Linked DNA regions of Mus musculus: region 1 is linked to region 2. Evidence: chromatin contacts called from public Hi-C data. All regions are on one chromosome and are shown on one strand. Each heading gives the region's core, a stretch centred on a gene start, on an enhancer-like site or on the middle of the called end of the contact. The rest is flanking DNA. Distances are from core to core; before and after follow the strand shown. Region 1 overlaps BC049352 (cDNA sequence BC049352). Region 2 holds the start of Scn4b (sodium channel, type IV, beta).

Evidence for each region. A called contact is a pair of places that touch in the nucleus more often than the background predicts.
Region 1: a contact with region 2 is called in a Hi-C map of B cells, with 3 times the contacts expected there. The contact joins the enhancer-like site here to the promoter of Scn4b in region 2. A contact is called at or near these places in 3 of 39 promoter capture datasets (the C10 cell line, macrophages and pre-B cells), 2 of 15 datasets of contacts at CTCF or cohesin (large pre-B cells and pro-B cells), 15 of 484 Hi-C or Micro-C datasets (the AML12 cell line, B cells, the P5424 cell line and 7 more), 2 of 115 datasets of contacts at active chromatin or transcription factors (bone marrow-derived dendritic cells and large pre-B cells) and 2 of 9 other capture datasets (adipose tissue and liver).

Annotation. Positions count from the first base shown.
Region 1 is chr9:45,218,947-45,222,572 of GRCm38.p6, forward strand. The region is part of intron 1 of BC049352 (cDNA sequence BC049352); the gene reads left to right. Among named protein-coding and RNA genes, the nearest start is that of Tmprss4, 17 kb to the left of the region's middle. Within about 2 kb of position 1,740, at least 29 of the 459 cell types and tissues checked have an H3K27ac peak or open chromatin away from gene starts, as enhancers often do. A contact at or near this core is called in B cells, the P5424 cell line, adipose tissue and 2 more, where this site is marked.
Region 2 is chr9:45,137,137-45,140,854 of GRCm38.p6, forward strand. Scn4b (sodium channel, type IV, beta) reads left to right here and starts at 1,488. Exons shown (of 5, transcript NM_001013390.3): 1 at 1,488-1,966. The coding sequence starts at 1,906.

The sequences.
Region 1 (3,626 bases), core at 490-2,989, 82 kb after region 2:
ACCAGCAGTTGTTGGGGAGACAGGGACGTGAGAGAGGGTATCCTCATTCAATATGGAAACAAGACTGGGAATCTCACTGTGGAGAAAGGCCTCAGCTTTCTTCACCATTTCTGCTCATCATGGATCTTGGTACCCAGCAGTTGTCTGGGTTCTTGCATCCCAGCATCCCAGCATCCCAGCATCCCACCTACACCTGGAGTGAGGCAGGACTCAGGGAATCTACTCTGCTTTTCTAGGTGAGGTAGCAAAGGAGTAGAGATGGACCCACACTGGGAATCATACTAAGAAGGGTCCCAGAGGCCCACTGCATCTGGTGCCTGTATTCTGTAGGTCTTTAAAGATGGTGGCCCATTAGTTGTGTAGTGTGTTGCTATGGAGACATCCTTTCATGCAATTTCTTACCGAACCCTTTAGACATTCTGAGCTGAGTTTGAAAGTCTGTCACAGTCCCAGAACAGAGAAATTATCTCTCAGCAAGCAGCAGGGATGGAGTCACCTACTGTGTGCTATTCCCCTTCCTGTCAGCACAGTCAGACATCATTACACCCTCCCCAGGTGACACCCACTTTACAAGCATCAGGTCACACAGGATAGCATTCTTTCCAAATGTGACCCTCTCACCTTACTTCACATTGGCCTGGTGCAGGAGAATTGTATTTATTGGGCATAAGAAGTCCCACACCTGTCTTGGGCTAGGCAGTCTTTGTAGGATGGTAGGATTTTGAAAGTCATTTTAGTTACCCATGCTGGCTTTTACAGATCCTCACACTGGACCAAAGAAGAGTTTACTAGTGCCGGTTGATTCAGTGAGACTGCATGACATACATCAGCCCTGGGCAAACCCAGATAATACTTGGCCTGGGGTGGGTCTCATCCTGCTCTGTCCCGGACCTGCTATCTTTCCCAGCCTGACTGTAACTTGCCTTTCTTGCCCCTTTGTGGCTCACTCTGGCTTCCCTCTTAAGCAGTGGGCTCTAACTGAGGGCCAAGAAAGCAAAGGGGTTCAGAGAGTGCTGGTTTCCATTTGGCAAGGAGACGGCACCAACCATTTTCTGAAGTGTGTGTGTGTGTGTGTGTGTGTGTGTGTGTGTGTGTGTGTGTGTGTGTTTATGTGTAGGTCAGAAGACAACTTGTAGAAGTTGGTTTTCTCCTTCTGCCATGTTGGTTCTGGGGATCAAACTCAGGTCTTTGGGCTTGGTTGCAAGCACACTCACCTGCTGAACCTTCCCCTCATTTCTTCCTGGTCCCTACAGGCTACCCTAACAGGAGGACATATTTAGTGTCTATCCCTGGAGTTCCAGGTGGGCCCATGTACTCTGCCATGCATGCATACCCTTTATTTGCTCTGCCCTTACTCCAGGAGAGAGGCACTCACCCCATGTTTCCTCACACTCTGAGTGAACAAATGTTCATAAAGTGTGTTTCTGACTAGGTGTGCCAAGTCCAGCCCCTGGCACAGTCCTCTTCCCTCGCTGGGCCCCTCCTATCCAGAACTCCAGAATTTCTTGTGTATCTATGCTTTGGCCACCTGACTATCCAGATCTGCCTACGCCCACTCCACCCAGGACCCATCCCAACCCAGGACTCTCCCATACACCTGGCCCTGGGGTGAATACCAGAGTTGATATTGCTTTAGAGGAGAAACCTCAATACAAGGTGGGGCAGAACTGGCACAAGGGGTATGGGATCACCTTGGGGCTACAGGAAGTCTCCAGGGCTGAGTAGGAGCCAAAAATGTGCTATGGACAGTAACTTCCTGCTTCAACAGAATAGTCCCACAACAGAGTAGCTGCCCCACATACTTGAGAGGCCTCTCAAGACAAACTCCCTACCACTGAGCTACAGTCTTTTGTTTGTCTGTTTGTTTTTGTTTGTTGTTGTTTTGTTTTCTATTTCTCGACAGGGTCTTATTGAGATACCCAAGGCAGATCCTTCACTTGTAATTCTCCTGCCTCAGCCCCCCAAGCCTGGAAATTCTTTTAAATGACTGTAGGACACGTTCTACTTATGTAGAACAGTTAGCTGCCCTACTTCCTTGGCGCCAACAGAGTTTACTCTCATGCCTGTGGTTAGCCTGATTCTGGAGCCAGTTATCAAATTATGAATGTAGGTGAATTGATGCTGAGTATAGCTATTGATTTTTTTAAAAATTTGCATTTAATTTCACAAAATGGCCTCATGGCTTCGCAAAACTCAATGCTCAGTGGTCTGTCGTCCATTTCTTCTCCTTTCTGGTCTCGTCGTTTGTTACAACTATATTTTCTCCTCTGAAGGAACTGGGTCTCCTGACTCCTCTGGTCTCTTAACTTCAGCCCCTTCCTGGTTTGGTTTCTAGGCCCCTGGAGAAACTCCACCATTTTCTTGCAAAGTGTCTTATCACAGTTGAACCACAACACTCTGACTCTGGAACAATTACCTCCCACCACAGCGGGCCCCGCGTGTGGAAGCTGAACTGTTACCCAGTTACATGGATGTGAGCATAGCAATAGTGTCATGTGATCCCAGGGAGTCCTCTCAGTGGTACCCCCAAATCAGGGTTCTTGCAGCGTTCTCAGACTCCCTTTAACTTAAGTGGTGTGTCACACTTCTCTGGAAGAGACTCTCCCTTTGTTTGTCTTCTCTACCAGAGATCTGTAGTGACTCTTGGGCCTCCTTTTCTTGTCTGTCTGGCAAAACAACAGTGTATGACAATTGAATAAACACACAACAAGCTAGGACTGGCCTGAAGAGGCAATTACATAAGCGGTTCTACCATTTAGCCTTCCAAGAGCCCTTCCCTTGTTGGAAAAGGAACCATTTCTGCCACTAGGGGGCGCACGGCTCACAGGAATGTGTTCTTCCGTGCTGTGGTGTGAAAGTTTGTAAGATTTTTACAGTGAGATATTTGCAGTGAGAACGTGGCTCATGTTCCTTCAAGAGCCAAGGGAGACAGAAGGAAATGGCTGTGTATATGTTATGGGGCAGAGGGCAACCATAGAAAGTAGAGAGAAAGCATTGCCTTCAAGAAGGAACGTGAATTGCCCAGATCAGGTCAAGCACAGTATCTTCTTCCAACCAGAGACAGTATGGCTACAGTATGACAGCCACTGTGATGTGATCTCAGGACTGCCCTCTGTACTTTTCAGTCACTGTCTCCAGAATTAGCCCTGCTTGGGCATTTACTGCATCCAAGAAACATTTGCCCTGAACCCGAGTGGGTTCTGCCTTGAGCTGGAGAGACAGGCTCTGGGCACACAGACATGGGTAAATCCATCTCCAGAGAAGGCAGGTGGGTCCCAAACCCGCAGTTCCAGGTACAGCATCTGTGTGTGACAGGGGGCTGCTGAATATGGCACTGTTGACTCTGGAACTTGAGTGATGGCTTCCTGCTGAATGCAGGATGTGCTGGGGGCCCTGAAAGGCCAGTGGGAAACTAGAGGGGAGGTTACAAGAGCACAGGTAGGACCATACCCTAGGCCATGGCCTTGAAGTAGGAGCCTAGTTGGCCCGTCCTCTTGGGTATGACAGGACAGTGCCAGGCAGTGTTTGTGGGATGAGGCTGCAGGGTAGAGGGTTATAGGGTGAGAGAGTATATTACCTTTCTAGTTGTGACAGCAGACACAGTTGAGGAAAGACCAAGGCCTTTC
Region 2 (3,718 bases), core at 238-2,737:
CTAACACGTCTTTATCTCTCTGAGTCTTTACATCCAGTTCTATTTCTAATGTTGGAAAGGCCTGGTGCAAGATACAGGTGCAAAAAGGCACACAAGTCTCAATGTAGGTAATAAATCAGGATAGAGGCGTGGTGGAGAACACCTTTCATCCCAGCACTCAGGAAGGGGAAGAAGAGGCAGGGCGATCTCTGAGTTCCAGGACAGTTTGGCCTACAGGGCTACACAGAGAACTCCTGTCTCAAAACCACCACCACTACAGCAATGACAGCAGGAACAGCAACTCAGGATCATTAAGTAAAGTTTATCTCCCATCCTCGGCCTCTGACTGCTTTTCCATGGTGGCCTAGAAGATGGGATTTCTTTTCAGACTCTTCCCCAGTCATCTTGCTTTTGTGACTGGTCCTGCAGCGACTGGGGTTCCACTCAGGAACCACCCACCTGCTTATCAAACTTATCCAAGAGGAGTCCAACTCAGCAACCCCTAGGGGAAACACTAGATTCTTGGATCCCCAGAACCCTTTAGAACTCAGAGGAGGTGTGTTCCCTGGACTCATGGGCTAGCATGAGGTCCCCTAAAACTAGGAGCCCAGGGCTGCCCTCCCTGTTGCCTAGCATTGAGGATGATGCTATTTTGCATCAGGAGGTAAATATCATGGGGTCACCATCCAGCAGACAGCAGAATTCTCCAGAAAAGTTGTGTGCTTTGTTCAGAGTTCTCCAGCAGCAAACACAGGGCATCAGAGCTGTTCAACTACCATGACAACCAACGAAGCAAAAGAAAACAAGGTTCTCCCCGCAGACAGTTAACATTCTGTATACAACCTCAATGGTCTCTTATGGCGCTGAAGCCTTTCAGGAACTCCGGGTTGGAAGATGGGTGGAGGGTGTGGCGAGGTGGAGGGTGTATTTCCAAGGTTTAACTGGTCTCCGGACAGTGAGGAGGATTTGTCCTGGAGGGTAGCTTGAGTAGTTGACTAGAGGTCTTGAGGGGGGACCTTCTTGGTGTTTACGGTTGCCTCCCCACCCCCGCCTCCCCGCGCTGGGGGCAAAGCACGCTGTCTCCAAGTGACTGCCTGCCAACCCTCTAAGAAGCAAAGAGTCTGTGCAGAAATGGGTTGGTGGGCGGCGTGCAGGAGACTTTGCAGGGGAAACTAGGTTTGCCACAGCCTAAAAGCCATCCGCAGAGCGAATGAGCGGCGCGGCTGGAGGCGACGCGTGTTGGTTCAGGGCTGTACCGGTCGTCCGCAGCGGGCAAGCCGGCACACGCCCACCGGCTGCGGCAGCGCCCGCTGCGGATGTCCTCCCGGCGGTCCCCGGAGAGGCAGCCGCTGCCCTTACTCGTGTTCTCTGAGCGGAACAAAAACAGCCTTCCAACAAACCTAAAAGCTCCACCTCTACTCCCCCGTGAACTCTTCTCCTAATTGGCAGCTCGGCGCTTGGGATGATGCGGGCGTCTGCGGGCTGGCCCTGCAGTGCCAAGCCGCAGCATTCCCGTCCCGCTGGAGAGGAAGAGGGCTGCCCAGGCTGGACCCTACGGCCGTGATACACGGCGCAACGGGCACTGTGCGAAACCGACGGGGACGCCGCCCCTCCTGCGGCTGGAGCGCTTCCAGAGCAGAGGCGCATCGCAGTGCCGCTCGCCCCGGCGTCCTCCCTTCAGCTCCGGCTCCTCCTCCCCCTTCCAGCCCCGGCTCCTGCAGCCGGCTCCAAGAGGCGGCGGGCGCGCCTCCCCCTCCTTGGTCTCCCCCTCGTCTCGCTCTCTCGCGGCTAACTTTCCGGAGCCCCGACCCGCGGCTCGGAGCTCCCCTGGCAGCTGCGGGGCCCACAGACGACCTCGGGTGGAGAGCCCGGCTGTCCCCACTATTCCATCCCAAGCCCCCGGAGCGCTCCAGAGAGAACAGGACCATGTCCCGGGCTGGGAACCGAGGCAATACTCAGGCGAGATGGCTGGGCACTGGGCTTTTGGGTAAGATAGCCCCAGCTTTGTCATTTCTCTCTCTCGCCTCTTTCTTAACCCCACCCCATCCTGAAGGAGGTGAAGAGAAGTGCCTTAGACAAGGTGGCACCAAATGATTGGGATGCCGGTCTTCCTCCGGACCCTTAGCTTTAAGACTATGTTCCCTGGGAACCTTGTGCATTTTCCCCAACCCCTGCCACCCGGGCAGTGAGTTTCTTGCTTTCTTTGATGCCTTTTGGAGCTAGGTGTTGGAGCTGCAGCAGGGAAATCCTCCTGAGACCGGAGTTAAGGCATGCTGGTGGGGTGGGGGCTGGGGTGTCTACTGCCTTGAGTGTGGGGGCTCCAGGGAGTTTGCAGGTGTAGCGGTGTCTGCCGCTCTTGCCTAGTACTATTGACTTGCTTGCTTCCCTGGCAGCAGGAAATGCTCCAATGGGGGACGAGGGTCTCCCTCCCGACTCTTCGCCAGGTTCTCCCCACTTCTTCCTTTCTGGTGTCCATTGCCACTCTTTCAAATGCTGGAAGGACTTAGAAGAACCCAGAGGACCACTCAAAGGCCACCTTTTCAGAAGGTCCTTGTCCCTCTTCCTTTAAAGGGTTTCTTTGGGGAAAGACCTGTTTGGCTTGCTACTGGCTTTTCATTTTGGGGAAGGCTGGGAAGAGAGAGGAGTCAGGCCCAGAGGACACAGAGGGTATAGACTCTTATGGCTATCTATTAATATTCACATGATGGTTTTGAGTGTCAAACTCCAAGAGATTAAGCAATGGTATTTATTAGTCCAGACCAGAATCTAATCTTCTACACAGCCTGACTTCCAATGTAAGCTGACTCCGTCTCTGGCACCTGTGCCTCTTCCTGTTTATATAAAGTCAAGTTTGGTTTTTGACAGCATAACCCACCCACCCACCCCCCACTGGATCAGGCACATGGTGGAGGTATCTGTGCTGGAAGCAGGGGGCACAGGCCTCTTATAGGAAGCCACTGCTGCTCTTGCGCCTGGAACTCACGTGCAGATCTGTCCTATGCGTACCCATCAGGTGTTGGGAACTGTGTTCTTTTTGCTCCTGAGCTCTGCCTTACCTCCCGGAGGCCATCAGATATAGGGCACTGATGTTTTGTTCCATACCATACAGATGTCGTACAGGTTTCATGGTGACTCTTTTAAAGTCCAAAGCTCTTCTTCATGGGATGGGTACAGTGTCATTCCACTGGAGTCCACACTTGGATCATCCTGGGGCTCTCCTGTGGCCACGGTAGGGATGAGAGGTCTCAGAGGTACCAAAGCTCCAGTCATTAAACCAGCCACTGTATGTCGTGGGTTGCTTTACCCCCGTGTTTGGTTGGTCAAGGGAGGGCTAGGCCTTGCCCTGCTAGACTATCCATAGAAGCAGGCTTCTGTGGACAGCCAAGAGGGCTCTAGGTACTGGATGGGGGAGGGGGTAAGTGGAGAGCAGGGCAGAGCTTTGGTATGAATAGGGCAGGGAGTTTGAAAACCATATCGATGAGCGATGAGCGTTGCAAAGAGTGAGGAATGTATAGCACAGAGAGGGATCGTAACCTGCCTAAGGGTGTGTGCCCAGCTGATGGTCAAGTGGGACAGAATCCAGGCCCTCTGGTGAGAGGGAAGGTCAGCGGGGCTTGTGTTTAGAGCCTGGGAATGAGTGAGGCCCTGGGACATGATGGCTATGGGTGGGTCTGAGCAGTGGTCAGAGCTTTGCTTCACAGTTGACGACATGGTGTCCCTGAAGTCTTCTCTCCATATC